Linked DNA regions of Mus musculus: all the other regions are linked to region 1. The links are chromatin contacts, called in public HiCAR-type, HiChIP or PLAC-seq, Micro-C and promoter capture Hi-C maps. All regions are on one chromosome and are shown on one strand. The core of a region is the stretch at or near the end of the contact, and the rest is flanking DNA. Distances in the headings are between cores, read along the strand shown. Region 1 holds the start of Dnaja2 (DnaJ heat shock protein family (Hsp40) member A2). Region 2 overlaps Lonp2 (lon peptidase 2, peroxisomal). Region 3 has its middle 19 kb from the start of Abcc12. Region 4 holds the start of Siah1a (siah E3 ubiquitin protein ligase 1A). Region 5 has its middle 38 kb from the start of Gm39215. Region 6 has its middle 21 kb from the start of Siah1a.

Region 1 (3,058 bases), core at 19-2,518:
TTATTTTGGCTGATCTGGGTGTGTGGGTGAGTGTTCCCTCTTCTTCTTTGTATGTCCCTTCCTGAAACTGGGTATTTGATCAAGAAGAGAGGCTAATCTTTGGCAAAAGGGTATAAAATAGCTGTGGTCCCCTGCTAGAAACCTCCAAATAAGTCCTGGAAACCAGATAGATAAGCTATATTCTATTAAAGAATTTTGACTCACATGTGAGAACAGCATTCATGTCATAAATCATACTTATCAGGAAAACGAACATCAAATAAGACAGGAAGGTTCACCAGGTTATGAATTAAGGAAAACACTACAGGTTAAGGGGCATTTTGAATAGCAGAAGGAGCATCTAACTTCTCATGAGACTCTTCTGAGCGTTCAGGTTAAATTTCAGAAGTCTTAGCACGGCAGTGAAGGACCTCCAAAACTCGGTCAAGAAGAATAACAAGAAAGGTGTATCACCTCCACTGACAGACTTATGGCCAATGAGCAATTGTTTCCCAGTTCAGGTTTTCAACTGACCAGAAGTGTTTTACTATCGGAAAACCAGTTGGAAGGCAAGCTATACATTCTGGAATGTGGTAAAGCACAGAAATCTTTCAAGCTAAAGCAAAACGAAACTCGACTGACAGCCACCAAGTGCCGGCACGCTGCCATACTGTCTTATGCCAACCAAACCTTTGGCGTTAGCTAATTTTAAAGCTGTCAAGTGAGACACTTGAACACATGATCCCGGTGGAACAGGGTGACTTTGGTTTATCTGGATGCCCCGAAACCAACTGGGAATGTGTAAAAAAGATTTGTCCTTTCCTCCGATGTGACAGGATGGCTATGCCTTTAAAACCTCGTCTGCTAGGTATAAATCTGAGTATTTATGAATGAAATTGTTTCCCCTACGCAGAGGTGCTGAGGGGGAAGTTAAGGAGATGAAATGAGTTAGTGAAGGTGTTGATGAAATCACATCACGGGCGTAACTCGCTATTTGGGAACCTCACACACTCACACCCACGTGCTGTTTTTCACCGTGGCCCCGGGGGGACCACCCCGTGAGGATTCCACGCCGGCTTCTTTCCCTCAGGCCTCAGCCGCACCGAGAGTTCTTTATGAACGCCGCACACCGCTCCCCTCCACTCCGCGGTCGCTCGCGCGTCACGGAGCGGCGACAGGAAAGGGCCCCACCAGCCGCTCTCGGGCGCCCACCGCCCAACCCCGCCCCGCCCGGCCCCGGAGGCGGGGCCTTGTGGCGACGTCATGGCGCTGCGCCGGGTCAAAGTTCAGCCCCGCCTGCCTCCCCGCGCCGTCTCCTCGGCCTGCGCCGCCGCCGCTCGTGGTCCGGGTCGCGCTCCTTCCGCTCCGCCGCCTGCTTGCGAGTGCTGCCCGGCAGGCCGCCATGGCGAACGTGGCCGACACGAAGCTGTACGACATCCTGGGCGTCCCTCCCGGCGCTAGCGAGAACGAGCTGAAGAAGGTACTGGAGCGAGCCGGCCGGCGGGCGGGGCGAGGGCGCGGGGCCTGCGCGGTCTGGGCGGCCTGAGCCGGGCTGAGGCGCGGCGGCGGCGGGGGCGCAGTCGGCTCGGCTGACCTTGGGCCTCCGCCCGCCCGGCCCTGCGCAGACGCGGCCCGCCAGCTCGGCGCCCGGGGCCACCCGGAAAAACAGGTCGGACCGCGGTGCTCGCGCCGCCGGGCCGGGGAGGAGCTGACCGCCGGCGCCGGTGTGGGGCTGAGGGCCGCAGCCCCCGGCGCTGAGCAGGCTCCTCCCTCAGCCTCGCTCGCCCGGCAGCTGGAGCGGCGTGGGTCTGTTTGGAAGCATTGTTCTGTGGGCTGGAGATCTAAATACCCCGTGGCCGCTTCGGGGATGAGTCGTGTGCCCCAGCCAAACACCTGAGCGTGCACTCCCTAAAAATAAGACACGTCTTATTGTTGTCCTTTGTAGTAGTTCCAAATCATCTCGGGACTTGGGGTATTAATAAAGTCAGCATCTTCTCTGGCTGTCGGGATCCAATCCGCATTTGTAAACTGAGAAAAATAAGAATGTCCCGTAAGTACTGGGACTGGTAAAGTCCAAAGAAAAAGACTTCCTGTTACCCTACCGGAAATGGTAGGCTGTGTTATATAATTCATGAGTCTGTGTGAGGACTTACATGGTGCTTAACCACATCGCTTAATTGAAAGTATGTAGTTTCACCACCACCTAAGACCCCAGTTAGCCGACCGTGTGCGAGTAAAACATCACTTAGGACCTCCTGGGTGTCCTGTTAGAGGGCAGGCAGAGGAGCCAGCCAGCATGGGGAGAGATACTTGGTAGAAGTATCCTATGCTTAATTTGTAGTAGTGCTTGAGTTTCTGTAAAACGTAGTCACTCAATCTAAAATTTGTTTGGTTATTGTGGTCTCCTTGGTCTGGCTACTGGCCATCAAAGACATTTGATAATAGTTTGTAAAAAAAGAAAGAAAAAATGTTTCAGTATCTTCTTTGTTGTTTTATTTGTATTTTTCTTCAGTAACTTTGGGTATATTATTAGTAAATACTATTGAAGTGGAAAACGTTAAATAATAAGTGACATTTTTTGGAAGGCTGTAACTTTAGAACATTGCTTCTCAGAAAAGTGAATATCTTAAATTGTTTGCTGTGTATAACTCTTATCCAAAATCTTTTTTGAAGGCATACCGAAAGTTAGCCAAAGAATACCACCCTGATAAGAATCCAAATGCTGGAGACAAAGTAAGTCATTGAGTTTTATTCTTAAACTGAAACTTAAAATATATCACCCTCCCAGAAAGGAAAGTCCATTTATGCCTACAGAGTGAATTTTTCGCTGTTATTTTAATTTACTTGAAAATGACCTTAGTAAAACCTATTGCTTGTAATATTCTTCAAAGATAAGAAAAATTATAGCTATTGAGATAGCTCTGTGTTCCAAGTCTTGCTACCATATAAGCCTGACTACCTGAGCTTAATCCACAATGGAAGGATAGAAAGTTGTCCTCTGACCCCCATACATACTCCCACACTCATATGCATATATAATAGTGATGGTGATAACGGTCAGAGGACTATAGTTTTACAA
Region 2 (2,700 bases), core at 125-2,624, 1.2 Mb before region 1:
GGATTGTTATCTTGGATCACTTGCCCTACACAGCCTGGGGAAAACCCCAAGGTGCAGACGACTTGGGCCTCCTGTGCATCACGCAGCAGGTCCTCCTCTTCAGTGACCCAGGACTGAGGCCTGCATGCAGGTAGACCCTGAGCCACAAGAACGATGCCTACAGGCTCAGTACCTTCAACACTTACTCTAGCCTAATTGGCTAGACTGTATGCTGCTTTTAAGATGATACACACACACACACACACTCACACCACATATATATGTGATATGTGTATGTATGTTTAGTCATTTTTTTAACCAATTCTAAACTAAAATCTAAAATGTTCCCCTTTTTTCAGCCTTAGCAAGTATTTTTTAAAAATTCTATTATTTTTTTTCATGGTCCTTGCATGGTTGAATGAAAATATTGGAGTACAATAATTTTAGTGGTTTTCAATAGGAATTGAACTAAGTCTTACATGAAAGACTAATAACAAGCAAGTCCTCTGCTACCGAGCCATATTTCTAGATCTTTTTTACTTTGAGGCAAGGTCTCACCAGGTTGCCCACGCTGCTTCAATCTTCCTGAGTTGCTCGGATTTTGCAAGTGCCTGGCCCCTTTAGTGAGTCTATAACCTACTCTCATCCGTGTAAGGACTTTAGCAGGGAAAAGAATATTTGTTGCTGCTGCTGCTGCTGCTGCTGCACATCCTCCTCTTCCTTTTCTTGTTATGGCTCTGTCGTCAACATTTTGTCCTGTCAGACAAGTCCTGGCACAGTCACAGAGCCCTAAGTCCGGGTGCTCCCACAGCATTTGCATGCAGGTCAGGATACCCACTGGAGCCCAGGAACCTGCAGATCCAGGCAGGACTTTTGAACTTGTTTTGCTATAAATCTTGCCAATTATGGTACTCTTAAGATTCCTACAAGGTGCTAGGATGTCTCAAAGGAACTTGAAAAAGCATGGAATGAGCTTGAAAGCCAACGGTACACGCAGCACACCTCACTGCTAAGAAGAGAGAAGAGACTGCAGGCATTCTGATGAACGGCTGATTTTTCTATAACCACACTGATATTTCTTTTCCCTTAAATATTTTTAGATCATAGGGAAACTTGGGAGATGGTCAGGCGTTCTTTACTTGACCAAAAGTTTAAAATATAAGTTAGTTACAGGTATTAAAATTTTAATATTTAAAATTTTTAGCCAAAGTTTTTACAGAAAGCTACTATTCATGTAAATTTAAAATTACTAATTTAAATAAATATTACAAGTACATGATCTGTTTTCTATACTTACTGGAAGAACAAGCCCTCTCAGCGTAATTTCCCCAGTCATGGCTACATCTGAGCGCACAAGCCGCCCACTGAAAAGTGAGGCGAGACAAGTTACTATGGTAACACCAGCAGATGGTCCATCTTTTGTGACAGCTCCAGCTGGGAAGTGCAGATGGATGTCTGTGTTGTCAAGAAGATCAAAACTTCCAAAAGCTTTAAAAAGGGGGAAAAAGAAAGGATTTAATGTAGAAAAATTAAGCCCAGTTTTTTTTTTCTCTGAATAAAATCAAACACAAAAATGAATGCTTTGTATAAATGAATGCTTAAAGATATTAATGGATAGTGTACTTTGAGTGAGGTCTGGACGGTAAGACTCCTTCTCTCTTAAGTGTGATTTAAAGGTTTGTTTCTGTATCTAGTTCAGGGACTCAGCCAGATAGTCTAACGCGATCACTTGAGTCTCTATGGATTCAGAAGCCAAACCCGGGACTTTAGTGAATGGTGTCATCCTTGTCTCAGAGTTAGTTAGATACTCCCTGGATTACGGTCCAGGGCCCTCCTTCCCAGCTGTGTCCCACTGCAGTTAGGCCATGTACCATTAGTCAGGTGGTATTTCTTTGCATTGCTTCGAAGCCAGCTAATGGCGAGATGGGCAGACTCCTTCATGACGTCCCCAAGCTGGCCGGTCAGTGTTAGTTGGCCTTCACCGTCCATTCTACTTGCTTCCACAAACATGATTTTGCCACCCAAGGGAGTCCATGCTAACCCTATTGCCACTCCAGGTTGACTCAAACGCTCAGATACCTTGAAAGATGAAAATATTAGTTATGACAACATGCAGAAATTATTTCCAGAGCACTTTAATCACACTGTCTTGTAAGACTGCAAACTTAAGCACTAACTTCTGACAGCTTATTACCTGACATTATTTTGAGTCACATGTCTCACTATCTGGATGTTCTTATTTAGCATTCACCAGATGTATATAGCTCTACACATGGGTGAGGAACTGACTTCCAAGAGTAGTTGGGTCTAGGTACATATGCCTTGATTTTCAGGGTATCTTCAATGGACTGTGTATCTCTACATATCCAAAGCCTGGCTGGCTTTTTAGTATGTGAGCTTCAGGGAGCAACAATCTTCTCACTAACACTTATCTGACAAGTTATAGCTCTCACAGGCTTTCTGTCGCCACTCCTTGGTGATATCCTAGACTCAGGGCAGTGCTACCTGGATGCCAGTTTAAGAGGAACAAGCTGCTTAGCTGGGGCTATGTGTCTAGTTGATAAACTACTGGTTAATACACCCTAGGTATGAAGATACAGATTAGCATCTGGAAGACAGCAATGCTAACTTTGACTGCACCCCCATATCTCCAGAGAATAAGCACAGTGTGCCACCAAGGACAATCCAATGTGCAACTTCTCTGCTGTCAGGTGCCTGGCT
Region 3 (3,041 bases), core at 189-2,688, 1.0 Mb before region 1:
GAGAAAGAGAAAGGGAGGGTGGCGTTCTGCTCCCCACAGTACACTGAGAGTAAGGGACATTCCTAGAGACAAAACGTTAATTGACCCCCAACCTTCATCTTCCCTTATTCTTCCTATTTAACTGGACACTGGGATAGCTACTGTCTAAAATATGTTCTTTATAAAAGTCTTCCCAGTAGCTATGGCTCATGGAATGGAATGGGGAAGTCCAGTAAAAGTTCTGGGTTGGAGCCAGTACAGAAAGAATGTTGATCTTGTAGACACCGTCTTACCTCTGGCTTTACTTCTGGCCACTTTCCACTTTCTGGCGGCACCAAATGACCACAAGCTCCAGGACCATGGCCTACCAAGTTCAGAAATTCTCAGTCAAGGTTTCAAAGTAGGGTATTTTCTCATTGGGTTAGCTCAGTCATATGCTCATCTCTGAACCAAGCATGTTAAGCTATTAGAAGTTGGATTTGCCAGGCCCAGTCACTCCTGTGTGGGAGGACAGGATCAGCTCCAAGTCACATGGACTGAATGGAGGGGTTCCCTCTCTAGAATCGCGAGGCTTTTGCTATGAGCAGGCTATGGATGCCGGCAGGCCCCTCAAGGGTGTTGGCAGATATTGAAATAGAAAAAGAAATGATTTTCAACTTCTAGGCAGAAGATCTCTAGGGGAAAAAATGTGTCAACGCATTTTTATTTGTTTTCAAATTGTGATCACCAAGTTCCTCAAAATTCCACAAGAAAAATGAATCCAGTAAGCTAATAGTCTCGCATAGTTTTTCACAGTAGGATAGAGCTGCCTTTAAATGATACCCTGCCTGGGGGTTTTGATCTCTGGAGACACGAAGTAAGCAGTAAACAAGTCAGCAGGCAGTTCCAGAGCAGTGCCAGGAGGTGTCGACAAAGAGCTGAGCTGAGCTTCCATAGAGCTCGCTTGCCCAGCGGACTTGCTGCAGATTCCCTAGAGCGGCAGCAAACAAACATTTACTTAGATAAGAAGGATGGGGTCGGAAGAACGTTCAGTGCAGAAGGAACAGTTTTGCCTGAGGGCGATGCGATCTCAGAACCGAAGAACACGGTCTACACCGAAGGCGGGGAAATGTTCTCATCTTCTTCCGCCCGGAGGCGTCTCCAGTGACACCTGTTTCTTTTTGTGGGGTATTTTTTGACTGTAAATCCTCATTCTCTCTCTCTCAATAGCTATTTTCCCTGTTACTTTTTTTTTTTTCTTCAATCTTTTATCCCCTTTCGTTACTTTCGGAGTCCCAAAGAGCAATCGAAGGGCCCTTCTAAGTGCCATCCTATCCGGCTTCTTCCAAGTCCAGAGTTGTTAATAGAAAATATCTGTCCCTCCCAGACCTATTTTGTGGCAATGGCCTTTGTACCAGAACGCCCTCCCCAAACAGCCATCATCCTTCAGGAGGGTCCTCATGTTTTACTCAAGCTGGCCAGCAGATGGCAGGTTCTTCCTAGTAATGCAGGAAGGCTCCGTAGACTCAAAACTGCAGTGATCTACACGGAATCCGGACAGAAAAACGCAGATCCCTGAGTCAGAGGATGGGAAAGAGGCTACTGCCACCGATCCACAGGACTCCACCTACCTCCCCAGCCCCGATCTCTTCCATCAATCTCTATTTCTGGGATTATTTTCAAAGTCAGCAGCAGCTAAATCACTCAGAGCAAATTTATTAAAGCCACTCTGCAGTGGCTGGTTTCAAACTCACTATGTGGTCCAAGCTGGCCTTGAACTTGTAGCTCCAGTTCTAACCTTTCATGTGGCTGGGTATATGTATGGGCCACTATGACTAACAGACAGTTCTCAGAACAAAAGCAGTTTCCACCTATGTGATACTCTGGTGCCAACTCTTCAGACTGTCAAATTCTTACATAGGGCTGGTGGCAAGAGCCTTTACTCACAGCACTTAGGAGGCAAAGGCAGGCAGATCTCTGAGTTTGAGGCTAGCCTGGTCTACAGAGTTCTAGGTCAGCGGGGGCTTGCCAGAAACAAAACAAAACAAAACAAAACTGACGTCCTAACACATTTTATACACATCCCCTTGTCTCATCTAGATAATTTGTGTTAGAAGCAACCTTACAGATTACCAGTCTGAGAGCTGACCTGTCTGTCGTCCATGTGCCTGTGGGCTAGAACAGAAAAAAATGTCATTATTTTTACTAATGGAAATTTAGCATTTTCCCTTTATCATAATGGAGGTAATCAAATACATCATATCCACGACCTTCACGAGGATGGCGGCATCAATGGGCGTTCTCAAATCTCATTTGGTTGCCCCAGTTTTCACAAACCTCACGTGTATTGATGCTTTGGACTCTTGGTGGTCATTAGACCTCCTTCTAGATTATGTTACTTAGAGCGTCAACACAGTAGATTATGTTTCATAATATCCTGCCTTGTTTTTAACATAGCACTCTTTTAGTTTAATTGGTTATCTGTAATTCTACATATCGTGTCTTGGACATTAAAAAAAAGGTTTTGAAAATACACTGGAGAATCAAAGAGGCCCACGGCATGGGAACAGATTAATAACAACATTTATCTGATATAAATAAATAACATTTATTCTGATAGAGGGATCCTCACTCTGGCAGGAGGGGTGTCTGGCTCAGAACCCCATCACTGGCTTTGAACAGACTTGTCTGCACTTTGATCTAAGACAGAAGAAGAAAGGACCAGAGGGACAGGCAAACATCCAATATGGGGGATGTAGCTCTAAGGACCCATGTCCTGCTCCAAGCTTCTTATTCTGTGTCAGCCACCCCTTGTGTCTGTAGCTGGGGGTTGGGCTGGGTGAGGTGAGGTGAGTGTCAGTCAGGGTTCCCTTCTCCAAGGCTAAATAAATAAATAAATAAATAAAGCCAGCCCCCAACTCTGCTCCATGGAGTACATTTTCCAGGGGGCTGCTTAGCCTGCTACTGGGAATTTGCAGACACTGGTCCAGGACCTGGCCTTTTTATGGATAGCGTATCTAGCAGTTGACAAATCTTTTACTTCAGCCATCTTTGGGTTTAGTATTTTTTTAATATTTATTTAT
Region 4 (2,700 bases), core at 32-2,531, 1.2 Mb before region 1:
TCAAGTATTTTAAATGAACAAGAACACCACTAATATCGACAATCTTCATGAACCTACATAATGCAAGCTCCTTATCTGGCTGTTGAGCTTTGGGGACCAACAGATTTGTAGTATATGGTGCTTTTAACTTAATTAATTTACATTCTCAACTGTTTGGTTGTGCTAATGGTCTCAGAGGAAGGGCTACAGTGAGATACTAGATCGAGAATAGAAATATCAACACAAGCACAGATTACAAATACATTGAGGAAAGCTGAACATTCATTGAGAACAAATTTGAGTTCTGGAAGAGGGCGGAGTTTGTGCTGATGGAAGGCTGAGAGGAGACTTTTCTTCCTTTCTTGAAACCCCATAGAAAAAGTACTTTTCTCACAGCATTGCATTTCTACAGTTCTTCCCTGAAAATCTGCTCAGGATTTGTAAACGCCTTACATTCGGTTAACCTAGTCAGACAGAGGCATCCATGGAAAGACTAACGGGGACTCTGCGAGATGGCTCAGCAGAGGCCCTGCCACCAAGGCTGGCCACTTGCGCTCCACCCCCAGCACTCGCAACTCGTCCTCTGACCTCCACACAATCCCACACCCCAGAATCAAATCTAAAGGTTTCTACCCCTTCACTCGCAACTGGGGACTGAGTCTCAGCCCAGGCAACCACTCCTCACGAAAGCACCCGTAACCCTTGAGATGAGGTCTTCATTTATTTTGGATAAAAGGTCTCCCCGGGAAGTCCCAGAAAACTCTGTATAAACCAGACTGGCCCCAAACTTGTGAAGATCCTGCTTCTGCTTGCCTAGTGCACGGCTCCGTTTTTTAACCTAAAGCAGCAGGGTGGACAGTCCCCAACATCAGCTTCCCAGATGAGTGGGAAAGTGGACTTAAAGGCGTGCTTCTTACTGGCCAGCTTTCAACGAGCCTACCGGGAGGCGCGGCCCTCTTCTCCTCCAGGAGTGGGGTCGTGGAGGCCGCTACAGACCGCGGACCCGGAGAGAGGACGGCGCGAACCCAGTCAATCCCACAGTAACGGCCCGAGACAGCGCAGCCGCCTCGTGGGGATGCTCGGGACGCTGCTCCGGTAACCGAAGCGTCTCGACGCCAACCGCCACCGAGTGCGGGCAGCAGCCGCCAGCCGCTTCTGCGCGTGCGTGGCCGTGGGAAGCCCCGCCCAGCCGGGTTCGGTGCGCGCTCCCGCTCATGGCGGCCGCCGCAGTGTGTGGTACTTAGCGGGCGCGCGCGGCGAGCTCGAGAGCGCGCGGGGCGGCGGCGGCGGCGGCAGGGAAGCCGGGCTGCCGGGCGGGCGCGCTCTCGAGGGCGGCGGCCCAGGGTGTCCCGTCGGTCTCGGTGCCGGGAGAGGTGGAGGCGCGGCCCGCGGTGGCGGCGGTGACGGTGGCGGTGGCGGTGGCGGCGGCGGCAGCTGGCGACCGGGCGCGTTAGACGGGGCCGGGGTCCGCGGCGCGCTCTCCGCCCACAGGTAAGCGGGCGGCCTGGAGGGAGGAGCTGGCCGCGGCCCGGGGAGGGCCGGCGGGTCCCCTCGCGGAGCCGCGGCGCCTTTGTCTCGGCCTCTCCGGGCGGGCCCAGCCGACAGCGGCGGCTCCGGGAGGCGGAGGGCGGGCGGGCGCGCCGAGACTACGGCCCGCGCCCTCGCTCAGTCTTTGTTGTGTGGCCCGGTGTACGGCCAACATGGCGGAGGTCAGCCGCGCGCTTCGCGGGCCGCGGTCGGGCCTTGCCTCGGCGGCTCCGGGAGGGCGGCCTCCCCCGGACCCGCGCCTTTATTGTGCGGGGAAGAACGCAGCCTCCTCCCTTGTTTATGTCGCCACGAGCGAGCGCGCGGACGCCCGCCTGGGCAGCTCCAGCCTTTAAGCCTAAGCCTTGCTCCGCCCAGCTTCCTTTGCGGGATAGTTCGGGGTCCCTCCAAGCTCCCAGATGCAACTTAGTGTGTACGCCCTGGGCCGCTGCGGACCGTCTGTTCCTGGAAAGATACAGAATTTGTTTGCCCTGGCATAAGAGTTACATTTGTGCATTCGGTAAATGAGGCCATGTAGCTGATTTGTCAAAGTCATGGAAGCCCTGAACGTGGATGTAGGACAGGGATCTTACTGCTCTTTCTAGCGTTGAGCATTTACCATTTCTTGCTAGGCTATTGTCCAGGGTGAAATGTTAACTTGTAAAAGCGCTTGGAGCATGGGCTCCGAACTCTGCCCTCCTGCTTTGATTCCAATCCTGCCCCACGGGTTTGTGACCTTGGGCACGATTTTGGTGCTTCATTTTGCTAATCTGCAAAATGGGTCTGATGGAGAGTATTTGTCTCAAGCCTATTGAGAACCGATGAGATGGGAAATAGTTGATGTGCAGAGAGCTCTTAGTAAGTGCTAAGCTATTACAGTAAATGATTACTGCTAAAGGTCCTTGCCTCATAAAATTCGCTTAAGTTATTTTGGCATGGATGCGTTGGAAGTACATAGCCCAAAATGTTTGAAATCGGGTTATATAAAACCGGGTTAGTATTTGGGTTTTACTGTTTTAAGAAATGAAAGGGTTTAGAGGACAGAATGCTATGCTTTGTGAGATGATGGAATTTGGGGATTTGAGCGATAAGGGATGTGAATGCGTGGTGGAATTTGGAAAGTCACTGAAGTTTCCTTTAAGCAGGTTTAGTTTATGGATCAGTTCACTTTCAAGGACTTCAATTACCTAACTTGGA
Region 5 (2,700 bases), core at 156-2,655, 1.2 Mb before region 1:
CTCACTTGTGCTGGGTGGACACAGGCTGTTCTTCCCTCGACTCTGTGGTTATTCTGAGCCACCTCGAGCTCCTCAAAGCAATGGTATGTTCTCTAGAGAAATGCCACCATGCCCAGTGACAGCAAAACTAGTGTCTGACTGCAAACCTAGTGTCTTAGGGGAAAGAAACCTGTTCCCCTAACACTCAAGTTAGTTTTTTTTTTCCTGACTCACCTTTTGCTCGTGTTGAGATTAAACACGGCTCTCACCTTAAATAGAACAAAAGGTCATTTATTCTGAGCTGAAAATGAATAACTATGGCCAGGGGACCTAGATTCAGGTTGCCTCAAAAAGCAAGTTAATGTGGCTATGGTTATGTGAGTTTTTACCAGTCACTAAAAGGAAAGTGGTAAATCAGTGCCTTAATGACAACCAAATACACTGCTGAGTGCCACAGGCAGACATGACATAGCAGAGTAGCTCAGCTGTGGCCTCAGATGCTATCTGATGACATTCTTACCTTTGGAGTTGGTGGAAGCTAGTGACCTATAGGTTAGTGCAGTTCAAAGGTTTTGAAAACTGATAGTAGAAAGGATATTAGATCAAACATGGAGGTCAGCAAGGAATCGCTAGGAGCAAGGTAAGAGATAACTTGGTTCCAGATCTACAACATTCCACCCTTCCAGCCAGGAAAGCTCTAATCAGTCAGTCAACCTACAGAATCTTCAACACAGATGTGGGGTTTTTTGTTTTGCTTTTCTGGACATATTATTCGTCAAGCACACCATGTAGGGCAACTCTGGGTACTCAGTTCTTTCTCAGGGTTGCCTATGATTGCTTCGGGGGTGGGGGTGGGGTTATCAGATGATTGTTATCAAGGACACAGTGGCCCAGCTGTCCTCAAAGCTTGTTGCTGAGAATCCTCCTCCATGTATTATAGACAGACCTCTCATAGGAAGGAACGTGGGAGTGCCCAGCAGTACCCCTCTGCTCCCCATCCTACGAAGCTTCTGGATTGTCTCTAACTTGAGGCTTAAATGGGGTGCAGGGGTCAAAGATATCTTCTCTCATAGTCCTCTAATTCAGGGCCTCTGTGTCCCCCGCCCCCCGTGTTAAGCAATAGAGCAACCCTTAATGCTTGCACAAGAGCATAGGCCTTGAAGTGCAAAAGCCAAGAAAAGAACTCTCATACACACACACACACACACACACACACACACACACACACACACACACTTTCATTGCTTCCCCAGAGGCATCGGGAATTCTGGGCTCAGCTGCCTGAATGAGGTCAAAAGCACCTCAGTTGGGTCTGGATATTTTCCTGATGATGAAACGAAGCCAAAAAAACAAACTCAACTCCCTCTAACAAAAACAAACATACAACTCAAACCACAGACTGTGGCAGCCCTGGCCCCGCAGCCCACGCGACTGCGCACTGGCATCTCTCCACATGGCCTGGCTGCCCCACGACTGGGAAGGGGTCCAGTAGGACAGGAGTGGGCTTTCGGGTCAGTCTCTATCGCTCTCATTCTCTTCCTCTCAAACACTTTATGTTCCAAGAGTTGTGTTTCCTGGCTTCCGTGCTGAGGAATGATGGGAGATGACCATCAGGAAAAGCGATCTTACTTGTAATTAGAGCCAGAAATGAGCTAGTTCTTCAGGTTCACTTTTAACAGTAAAACAAAGCAAAACAAACAAACCCACTTTCTGCAGTCATTGACAGCCATTGCATCTAATAGTCAGCCACCACCCACAAACCCTCCAACACCAGAAACAGGAGCTGCGTTCTGAGCTGTACGCCTGTGGAGGAGGGGCCGGGCTCTGCTTTTTATGCCTCTTAAATGACCCTGGGAAGGAGATTTCTGTTTGCCATGCCTCAGCTTTCCCATCTGCAAAGCTGGGAGAAGAAGGTTGGCTTGGATGGACCACAGCAGTAATAGAGAGAAAGAACCAGGTCCTGCGCGCAGTCATCCCCATAAATGTTGCCTTGGATAATTAGGTAGCCGAATGAATTTCAGGTATGAAGCCAGACGGGTGCTTAGTGTGTTTGAGGCTAGCCTGGGCTATAGAGTCCAAAAATGAAAAAAATGACTTGTTAGGTGGCTGAATTATTATTTCTCAGCTGCCCTTTTGAATTTCTGAGGAATCAGGCACTAAGGAAATCAATATTTTATTGCTAAAACAACAGCTAAGAATGGTGACGCACATTTAATCATAGCCCTTGGGAAGCAGAGGGAAGCAGATATTTTTGTCAGTTTAAAGCCAGCATGGGCTACACTGTGAGACCCTGTCTCAAAAACAACTCAAAAACAAACATAAGAAAACAAAACAAAACAAAAAACGAACAAACAAATCAATAAATAACAAGGCTGGATAGATGGCTCAGTAGTTAAGAGCACTTATTGCTCTTGCAAAGACCCAGGTTTGGTTTCTGGCCCTCACGGACTCTCACAACTGTCTGTAATTGCAATTCCAGGGTATCTGACACCCCACCCCACCCCGCGCCCCAGCTTCCACAGGCACCAAGCACGTACATGGCATGGATTCATATATGTCGGGTAATACTCATACACATAAAATAAAAATAAAATTTTAAAACAAAAAACCTACAGAAACCAAACAAGGATGGTTGGGGAGAAAAGGAGGTCTGGGGACTAGAAGGGAGCTCTGGGGATTTTAGGCTGTAGGAAGGAAGCAAGATGACATCACTTAGCCTAT
Region 6 (2,700 bases), core at 148-2,647, 1.2 Mb before region 1:
AAACACTGACACTTCTGCTCATCTATCTCGCTTGTGCTTGGTGCTGCCTGGACATCTTTATCAGAACCAGTTTCTTTTCTATCTCCTTACCTGCTCCCCAAATGGCACCAACCAACCTTGTCTACAACTCCTAGCAGGGGGTAGTATGATCTTCATCATCTTCATCTTCACCAACCCTCTTCTACTTACTATCTAGCTTCTCAGACTGGGTGAATCACCAGTTTAATTTTTTTCTTCTGTACTGGCAATTGATCTCAGCGCTCTGCAAATGATAGGGAGGTGATCTACCACTAAGCTACATCCTAGACTCTCTCTCTCTCTCTCTCTCTCTCTCTCTCTCTCTCTCTCTCTCTATATATATATATATATATATATATATAAAATCTTCTATCTATCTGTCTGTCTATCAAGATACAGGGTCTCCTGTAACCCACCTGGTCTCAAATTCATCTAGTAGAAAATGACCTCACACTGCTTGACCTTCCTGCTTCCCCCTCCTGAGTGCTGGAATTACAGGCCTGTGCTACTGCGCTGTTTTGTATGGTGCAGAGACTTGACTAGGGCTCCATACATGCCGGACAAGCACTCTACTATCTGAAGTACACCCTCAGCACCACACTACCCTTTTGTTAGTTTGAGTTAGGATCAACTAAGTTGCCCAGGCAGGCTTCGGATTCTCTGTTCTGATCCTCCTGCTCCAATTTCCTAAGAATCTGAGAGCACACTGTTACACCAACACCTGGTTAGCAACTAAGCTCAAAACCAAATAGGAGCATAGCATTTGACAATGCTTAAAAAGATGTGAGAAATGGTTCTAGCCAGTGCAGGCACTGAGAGGAAGTCTTGGAACAAGCTCAGAAGGCTGCCCAATCTATCTGCTGCCTCTCGGGGATCCAGCCACGACTACAACCTCAAGGCCACCACTGGGTAGAGGGAGAGGTGTTAAGTGTTGCCCCTCCCTGAGCTGCCCACTTGTCTCCAGGGTTTTTGTGACTAGCAAGGCACGTGGGTCTTGGAAATGAGGGATGATGTTTAACTGGCTCTCAGAACACCCCATCCTCTCCTCCTTCGACAACCAGCCACCTTCATCAGTCAACAATACATTTCTTTATCTGTCTGTTGCCTAATCCTACCTTAGCAAAATTGTCAAGGATTACAAGCAATGCTTCACTCTAAGGAAGCCACGTTCCAAGCCCTCCAGACAGAGCGGGTATAGGCTACCTTAGTGTACTATTTAAGGATGGATAATTTTCTGAGCTGGGCCAAATTGCTTTGGTTGCTAAGTAACAATTGGTTTTTAGTGGAAAAAAAAATTGGCTGAGGCAAGGATTGTGCAATGATATCCTTACCCTGGCTACCTCAAAGTATTTCCATTAGCAGAGGCTGCCTCAGAGCTGGCAGAAGAGGTTGGTCACGTGTGTGGACAAAACCTCTGTAATTAGCGCATAAGAGGTGTGGAGAAATGTCAGTGGATTCTTGCGTGAGTGCCAAGGCAGGGGCAGGACTACAATCAGGAAGATACCTGGTTCATTCTACGAGTTCAAGGGCAAAGCCCCCTTCCTGGATGTCACCTACCCTTGAACTCTGAAAGACCCCAAGGAAGTCACCTCACCTGTACCTGAGAAGGGCCTGAGGCAGGAATGCTGAGGGCAGAGAACATGGGTGGCTGGCTGCCCTGCCCTTGCCTCACAATTGCTCAAGAGTGTGACCCTTGGCCTACTTCTGATGAGTTGGGGCTTGTTGGGGACTTAAGAGGTGGAGTCGCTGAGCTGATTGTCAAAGGTGACAGAGAAGCAAGCCTTCTTACGGCAAGTGTGGACTCAGGACAAGCGTCACCTTTGGTAGAATGGAATAAGAAGTCTGCTTATCGTATGCCAGCGCAAAGGTTTTGCCTGGCAAGGTTCTCAAAGGTGTCACCTAGCACACAGACTTGTCCATTTGCTTGTATTATAAGAAGGAAGAGGGCCAGAGATATGGCTCAATGGTTAAGGGTACTTGATGCTCTTTCAGAGGACCCAGGTTCCTTTTCTAGCATTCACATGGCATCTGACAGCTGTCTGTAACTCCAGTTCCAGAGATCGAACACTCTTTCCTGGCCTCTACAGTCACTGTGCACATACATACAGGCAAAGCACTCATACACATTTTTAAAAAATCTTAAAGACAAAACAGAAAAAGAAGAGCCATGTGTGGTGGTGGACACCTGTAATCCCAGCATTTGAGAGATGGACCCAGAAAGGCCCTAGGTTCTAGACCACCCTGGTCCTTTAAAGTAGTATTTTTAAAGAAGATAGGAGGAGAACTGGAAGGTGGGGGCTCTGATTTTTCTCTCACGGGATAGAAAAGTTCAAGGCACCCAGTATGGAAGGACCTCAGATCCTAATAGCAGCTATTAAAGTGAGAGCTGATTAGCCATGGACACAAAAGCTTCCCACATTTAACATCTTAAACTCCATGACTCAGCGTTGAGTCCCTCAGATCTGTTCGGAAGGCGGGACGGAGTCTCTGGGTGGAGGCTATACCTTTGCCAAGCTACTGTTCTGAAACAAGATGGCAAAGGCCTTCTGCCACTCCCACTGAAAGCATGAGACTCAACGTGTCTCTCCACAACCAGGCCAAAGGCAAACACAATTTTCCCCGGTGGATTCCCTCTGGCCTCTTTCCTTTCTCCATCTTGACCACCGTTGCCTCTGTTGTGAT

Evidence for each region. Promoter capture Hi-C pulls out the DNA fragments that hold promoters and counts their contacts. Hi-C and Micro-C count contacts between places; a contact is called where the count stands out from the background. HiCAR-type assays count read pairs that join an accessible place to other places. HiChIP or PLAC-seq counts read pairs in DNA pulled down with a chosen protein or histone mark.
Region 2: an H3K27ac HiChIP or PLAC-seq map of SST interneurons shows a contact between it and region 1, with 7 times the contacts expected there. The contact joins the enhancer-like site here to the promoter of Dnaja2 in region 1. A contact is called at or near these places in 14 of 39 promoter capture datasets (the 3T3-L1 cell line, the C10 cell line, HPC-7-derived erythroid cells and 9 more), 2 of 484 Hi-C or Micro-C datasets (CD4 T cells and forebrain) and 11 of 115 datasets of contacts at active chromatin or transcription factors (the NIH/3T3 cell line, SST interneurons, acute myeloid leukemia and 8 more).
Region 3: a HiCAR-type map of astrocytes shows a contact between it and region 1, with 11 times the contacts expected there. The contact joins the enhancer-like site here to the promoter of Dnaja2 in region 1. A contact is called at or near these places in 19 of 39 promoter capture datasets (the 3T3-L1 cell line, the C10 cell line, HPC-7-derived erythroid cells and 12 more), 2 of 15 datasets of contacts at CTCF or cohesin (the NIH/3T3 cell line and stem cell-derived epiblast-like cells), 6 of 484 Hi-C or Micro-C datasets (cerebral cortex, cortical neurons, forebrain and 3 more), 22 of 115 datasets of contacts at active chromatin or transcription factors (the 230-238 cell line, the NIH/3T3 cell line, SST interneurons and 16 more) and 2 of 9 other capture datasets (adipose tissue and liver).
Region 4: a Micro-C map of embryonic stem cells shows a contact between it and region 1, with 8 times the contacts expected there. The contact joins the promoter of Siah1a here to the promoter of Dnaja2 in region 1. A contact is called at or near these places in 17 of 39 promoter capture datasets (the 3T3-L1 cell line, 3T3-L1-derived adipocytes, the C10 cell line and 12 more), 1 of 484 Hi-C or Micro-C datasets (embryonic stem cells), 9 of 115 datasets of contacts at active chromatin or transcription factors (embryonic forebrain, embryonic hindbrain, embryonic stem cells and 6 more) and 3 of 9 other capture datasets (adipose tissue, embryonic stem cells and macrophages).
Region 5: a contact with region 1 is called in an H3K27ac HiChIP or PLAC-seq map of thymic regulatory T cells, with 6 times the contacts expected there. The contact joins the enhancer-like site here to the promoter of Dnaja2 in region 1. A contact is called at or near these places in 6 of 39 promoter capture datasets (3T3-L1-derived adipocytes, embryonic stem cells, frontonasal cranial neural crest and 1 more) and 6 of 115 datasets of contacts at active chromatin or transcription factors (acute myeloid leukemia, embryonic forebrain, embryonic stem cells and 2 more).
Region 6: a contact with region 1 is called in a promoter capture Hi-C map of liver, with 2.7 times the contacts expected there. The contact joins the enhancer-like site here to the promoter of Dnaja2 in region 1. A contact is called at or near these places in 7 of 39 promoter capture datasets (the 3T3-L1 cell line, 3T3-L1-derived adipocytes, the HPC-7 cell line and 3 more) and 8 of 115 datasets of contacts at active chromatin or transcription factors (acute myeloid leukemia, bone marrow-derived macrophages, embryonic forebrain and 4 more).

Annotation. Positions count from the first base shown.
Region 1 is chr8:85,553,571-85,556,628 of GRCm38.p6, reverse strand. It overlaps Dnaja2 (DnaJ heat shock protein family (Hsp40) member A2), which reads left to right and starts at 1,268. Exons shown (of 9, transcript NM_019794.5): 1 at 1,268-1,459; 2 at 2,653-2,712. The coding sequence starts at 1,382.
Region 2 is chr8:86,712,670-86,715,369 of GRCm38.p6, reverse strand. Lonp2 (lon peptidase 2, peroxisomal) reads right to left here. Exons shown (of 15, transcript NM_025827.3): 13 at 1,851-2,058; 14 at 1,277-1,467. Among named protein-coding and RNA genes, the nearest start is that of Gm10638, 32 kb to the left of the region's middle. Within about 2 kb of position 1,374, at least 41 of the 459 cell types and tissues checked have an H3K27ac peak or open chromatin away from gene starts, as enhancers often do. A contact at or near this core is called in SST interneurons and stem cell-derived neural progenitor cells, where this site is marked.
Region 3 is chr8:86,583,693-86,586,733 of GRCm38.p6, reverse strand. No RefSeq gene overlaps it. Among named protein-coding and RNA genes, the nearest start is that of Abcc12, 19 kb to the right of the region's middle. Within about 2 kb of position 1,438, at least 93 of the 459 cell types and tissues checked have an H3K27ac peak or open chromatin away from gene starts, as enhancers often do. A contact at or near this core is called in SST interneurons, VIP interneurons, adipose tissue and 10 more, where this site is marked.
Region 4 is chr8:86,744,587-86,747,286 of GRCm38.p6, reverse strand. It overlaps Siah1a (siah E3 ubiquitin protein ligase 1A), which reads left to right and starts at 1,281. Exons shown (of 2, transcript NM_009172.2): 1 at 1,281-1,470. Gm10638 (predicted gene 10638) reads right to left here and starts at 1,588. Exons shown (of 1, transcript NR_027829.1): 1 at 227-1,588.
Region 5 is chr8:86,786,771-86,789,470 of GRCm38.p6, reverse strand. No RefSeq gene overlaps it. Among named protein-coding and RNA genes, the nearest start is that of Gm39215, 38 kb to the left of the region's middle. Within about 2 kb of position 1,405, at least 61 of the 459 cell types and tissues checked have an H3K27ac peak or open chromatin away from gene starts, as enhancers often do. A contact at or near this core is called in 3T3-L1-derived adipocytes and thymic regulatory T cells, where this site is marked.
Region 6 is chr8:86,765,753-86,768,452 of GRCm38.p6, reverse strand. No RefSeq gene overlaps it. Among named protein-coding and RNA genes, the nearest start is that of Siah1a, 21 kb to the right of the region's middle. Within about 2 kb of position 1,397, at least 119 of the 459 cell types and tissues checked have an H3K27ac peak or open chromatin away from gene starts, as enhancers often do. A contact at or near this core is called in 3T3-L1-derived adipocytes, acute myeloid leukemia, bone marrow-derived macrophages and 1 more, where this site is marked.